Linked DNA regions of Oryzias latipes: region 1 is linked to region 2. Evidence: chromatin contacts called from public Hi-C data. All regions are on one chromosome and are shown on one strand. The core of a region is the stretch at or near the end of the contact, and the rest is flanking DNA. Distances in the headings are between cores, read along the strand shown. Region 1 holds the start of ulk4 (serine/threonine-protein kinase ULK4). Region 2 holds the start of LOC101166493 (TLD domain-containing protein 2-like).

The links. Hi-C and Micro-C count contacts between places; a contact is called where the count stands out from the background.
Region 1: a Hi-C map of embryo shows a contact between it and region 2, with 2.3 times the contacts expected there. The contact joins the promoter of ulk4 here to the promoter of LOC101166493 in region 2. A contact is called at or near these places in 4 of 5 Hi-C or Micro-C datasets (embryo, fibroblasts and gastrula embryo).

What each region holds. Positions count from the first base shown.
Region 1 is chr16:14,380,843-14,383,543 of ASM223467v1, forward strand. ulk4 (serine/threonine-protein kinase ULK4) reads right to left here and starts at 1,273. Exons shown (of 40, transcript XM_023964630.1): 1 at 999-1,273; 2 at 818-873; 3 at 540-637; 4 at 284-424; 5 at 1-93. The coding sequence starts at 421.
Region 2 is chr16:14,218,691-14,221,390 of ASM223467v1, forward strand. LOC101166493 (TLD domain-containing protein 2-like) reads right to left here and starts at 1,387. Exons shown (of 7, transcript XM_011485063.3): 1 at 1,281-1,387; 2 at 499-652. The coding sequence starts at 1,306.

The DNA of each region.
Region 1 (2,701 bases), core at 23-2,522, 160 kb after region 2:
GAGTTCCACAACCAACCATAGATGACTGCATGTTTCATACCACTCATAGTAGCGTACTATATTTGGATGATCCAGATGATAGCTGAGTCTGACCTTAGATGGGAGAAGAGACAAAATGGGAAGCACTTTAACCGTGTGCCCATAATCCAACTAAAAACACATGTAAGAAAATGCAGAAATTATGGTAGAATAAAGCTTCTGTGGGCTAAATAATCAATGTTGTTTATTGTAAATGAATTTAATGTGGTAATATGATACTGGATTACCAAAGTTGTTAGCCTACATGGTTAGAAATTTCCAATTTTTTGTTTTTGTGTGTGCAGACGATGGCTACAAAGTTGAGATGCCCCTTCCTTCTTCCTTTATAGACAAAAGAGTTACGGCCTTTTCCAAGCTCTTCATATAGGACAAAGTTCTCCATCTCCTGTGGGGAAATTTTTTTTTACAAATTATCAAAATTTGAAACATTGCTAAGTAAGCTTCTGTAACCCAAACCACTGAAAAATTAATATAAATTATTATATTAATATAATCACAACCTGATTTTTTGCGTCTTCGCCGTCCAGACAACAAATGTTGGTAGTAAACTTTTTCAACCAGCAGTGTGTTAACGGAAGATGGAGGGATCAGTTGGTGTCTGCTGGAAGAGGGGACATTTCATTTCCTCACATCTACTGAAAGCTATATTTGGTCATTTTGATCGTAAAAAAATATTAAATTATATTTTAAACATATATTTAAATATAAAGTTTTACATTTATCCGACACATAACAAAGTCTAGTCAAAAGAACGCGTAGAAACCTTTTAGGAAATAACCTCAAAATGGTACATCCCACGGTTGCTGGGATACGGCGTGGAACACAAACTCCGTTCTGAGAAGAGCGATTTGTTCGCAGAAAAAAAGGGGATAAAGGTTTGAAAAACACAAATTCTTCTATTGTGTGAATAACAATTGAATGAACTAAGTCCCCCTGTGTGATGGCTATAGTTACTTTACCTCTTTCCCTTTTACCCGTGCAAATTAATTCCCTCTATTCACTGAATAAAAGTGAGAGGTTGAAAAGAAATGTCCTGACCAAGAGCCATTCTCTGCTATGCTGTCCTCCTCACTCCACCCAACTTCCTGCTCCACCCCAGCTGCTTCTTCTACTGCGTTCAGTACTGTACCTGTTTGTATTTGTACCAGCAGGGGTCAGCCAAACCATCTCTATTGAATTGATTTGACGGACCCACTCACTCCTAAAAAACAAACCAAAAAAGGATTTAATACAAAACAAACACTAATAATGATAAAAAACAAATAATATATAAATGACAATAGACAAATAATAATAATAATAATAATAATAATAATAATAATAATAATAATAATAATAATAATAATAATAATAATAATAATAAACCAATAATATTATTGGTTTAATAATAATAATAATAATAATAATAATAATAATAATAATAATAATAATAATTATTATTATTATTATTATTATTATTATTATTATTATTAAATAATAATAATAACTTATTATTGTAGATAAATAAACTATCTTGCACTTAAGGTATTTTCCCCAATCAAAATACTTATTTTTAGATTCCATTAACGTATTTAGATATTATGATTTACTTTATCGTCCCTTGTGGGAAATTGTATATATGTATGTCATATGCTATAGAAGCATTTGAATAGCACAATTAAAAATAAAAGTCAATACCAGAAATGCTTTTTCCTTTTCAAAATGAAGCTTCCCATACTATGTATCTCGAGGTGCGTAAAATGTTTTAAAAATGCAACCACCATTGCATATTTGTTCACTAAAGTTGCATTGTGATTGAAGCATTTAATTGTGGTCTGACGAGAATTTGTTTGAGGTAGTTTTATTTTGAAAGCAGTCAAACAGGAAGTCGTGCTCTTTTTTTCCGGTCAGGTCACCCTGTTCAAGCATTTCTAACAAGCAACTCGCTGCGGCAAAAGAGAGAATATCTCGAAGTTTTGAGAACTTCCTCAGAACTTATCCTGGAACATTATCCTCGTCTATTCACTTCTTTTTCTTTTCCTTTAAAAAACAATCCCATTCAAAGGACGTATTGAATTTGTTTTAAGGCAGGTTGAGGGCATTGCCATTTCAGCATCACATAATGCCACTTGAGTCGAGTCGCCTGCAGTGTTCTGATGAATGATTAGCTAGCTTACTCTAAAAAACGGATTTTTGGTTTCACACAATTGGAAAATTTGCACTGCCCACTGGTAAGTTTGTGTTTTTCTTAAAGTGTCTCATCTTTTTAAGCCTAAAAAGTTTTTTTTTTTTCCTTTTTAATTTATTTTTAGGGGGAGGGGCTAAAGAAACAAATGATCCACAGGGTGTGCTGCTTTTGGTCATATCCACAAAGACAGTCTTTTTCCAATGAAAAAAAAAGTTGTTTCAGAATTTTATCATTGTTTTCTATTATAAGTATGTCAGTTTGAAGTATGCCTCAACTTTTTGGAAAAGATTTGTTAAGATGTCTGTTCTTAAGTGTACATCATAACACACTACTGCATGTTTTAAGCAAATTTCAGCTTTTATTTATTTATTTATTTAATGTTTATATGTTAGATGGATGGATGGGTGGTAACCCTCAAAAGCTCCTTTAAAAAAATTTAACTAGTGATTTTTCAAAAATCTCAAGATTCAGTAGTCTCCATCCTTCTAAACCTGC
Region 2 (2,700 bases), core at 137-2,636:
TGTAAAGTTTACCTTATTTTCTTTCATTTGTGGCATGTTATTTAGAGACGATGCATAGATAAAGAATTAAAATCAAGGCTGCCTCACAGCTCAAAGAGGCTCCAGATGTTGAATGATTCACAAACAGCAAGTTTCCCACACAAAGCACATAAAGTCTGCAAGTTTCATAATCTCACCTTAACATATGGCTCCACACAGTCACTAGCACGAAACAGGACCATCACATTCTCCAGCATTATCTTCATAGCTCCTTCTATCTCTACAGTAAACCAGTAGAAAAAGTCCTCCATGCCTGCCCCATCCAGGCAGCAGGGGTTATAAACCCTCATGAGTTTTTTTTTTCACTTTCACATAGTGGAAACTTGAGCGGGAAGATGTGCTGTGGTTGCACCCGCCTTAGGGGCATACTTACAAAGATTCAAGGAGGAAAGAGGATGTCCTTATATGGGCAGTAGGACATTCCTCACAAAGATGTGAATGTTGGTCCTTAAAACTCACCTCCCAGTTGTTTGCAGCTTTGAGGTTGTTGTTCAGCTGGCTGAATAGGCCATTGATCACATTCTTGTCGGCAAAGAAGCGATTTTTATATTTTTTCCTGAAGTGCTGAGCCCGGCAGTGCTTTTTCATGAAGAAGGGGTAGAGGTGATCGACTCTGCAGGGGATTAGAAAACAATGTAAAAGATAACCACATGTGTTTACTTGACTGCAGAGTGAAATGGGAATTTCCAACACATTTTGCTTTGATTTACTTTTTTTTTTTTTTGTCTCTTAAATGTCACAAATTCTTTCTTTCAGTCAAGACAGGAAATATTTGAGAGTAAAATCAGTTGGAAACAGCATTTAAATATATAAAATGTTTGTAGGAGGCCAACATTTTATTGTGCTAACCCAGGATACTTACATATGGAGACAAAAAAATAGATGAAAATAAGACTGTTTTAGATTTTCTTTAATTTCTCTTGAGAGTAAAATTTGTTGTAGGACTTGAGACATCTCTAATACAGAATAATTGGAATTTCTTTGGGTTTTTCAAATGAAAATAAACAAAATTAAAATTTAGAAGACTTTTGTTTTAACCATTTTCTGTATGTTCCATTCGTTAAAGTACCGTATTGCTTTATTAATACTAAAAGCATTGCACTGTTTATCTCTTTTTTCTGTCATTCCTCTATTTTTTTTAAAATCCTTCTTCTGATAATCTCTTTAACTTTCAGCTAAACAAAATAATTTCACAAAAGGGTACATTTAAATTTCTCCAAAACATCATTTCTTTTACTTACTCTCCAACGCTGTAGGCAACTCCCATGACTGAAGACGTAGGTGATGGCAGACTGCAGACAATAGACGTGTGGAGTTGGGGGGACAGTGCTGTAGATTTCTGTTTTAAGTCTCCATCCCTGCTTTTTATAGGAGTGGCTCTTTCTTTAAGAGAAGCTACTTGACTATTAACCCTCCCCCTCCCAGGTAACGGCTCCAGAAAATCCATATTCTAGCAAAGATTTCACAAGGGAGTGCAAGAGACAAGGCTGGTGACACATTAACCTGACCTCCTCTGGGACCTTGTTGAAGTCAGAATAGATTTCAAGATATTGCAGTGTCAACTTAAAGCTCTGTGACATAAAAAAGTGACTTAATGCAAAGATAAAGGCCTGAATGTAGGCATTCTTCTTTATATGCTTTGATGCCTCATTGGACGACCATACTTCTGCTTCTTATCTCATTATTGGTACAGAGTACTGCTGCTGGAGTATTGCTTTTTCCAAACACATCAACTGTGCTTTTACACAATCAGTCCTCTCTACTTGTTTTCCCTTAGTCAGATCTCTCTTTACAGTGTTTTGGACATAACCCATAAGAACCCAAACCAAATTTTCCTTCAAATGAAAATTAAATGGGACATACCACAAACAGAGTGGACCACAGAACACATTTTTGATAGTGTCTTGTAACAAGCTTCACATCTTACAAATCACACAAACACAAGTTCATGTTATTACTGCACATCTAAAGGACAAGATGTGGCACATTTCTTTAATGAAACATTCCTCATTAACACATTGTTCTTGTTTTTTCTTTTTCCTTTTTAGTGCATCACTGTAATGCTCTCCTTTTGTTTCTCATGGAGAGAAGCTTCTCACCACTTCCGGGTGTTTCTGGGGTTACCCTGAGCAATCCCCTTTGATGGCTTTGATTAATGTTAATGTTGATCACACAAAGACAAAAGCATACTCTTATTTTACATGCTCGCATTGTCGCAGACCTTTGTCCCAAAAGTATCCAGCTCATCAACATGTCTTTCTATCAGGCCTTAATATCAAGATCTAATCAGAATTCCAAAGCTTGATTACAGTGAAAAGAAATAATGTTCAACACCAATCATTTAAACTTGATCAGTCATCATACCGTCTCTTATACTCACACTACTATTTCAACAGTGTATTATCTGTTGTTTCTATCAAGAGTTGTTAGGAGTACAGAGTAAGGACAAACAAACAAGCTACTCATTAAGTCCAAATCAACCAAGTGTACTAAGTTTGTTGAGTCAGTAATCCTATTTGTGTGAGCTGATTCTGTGAGAGGGTGTTATTTCCTCCATGTTTTTCTGCCCTTTACCGGTATAAAAAATGTATTGAAAACATCTTATGAGCTGAACACACCAAAAACTGATGAAATGTGCCAGAGACAGAGTGTCAATGACAA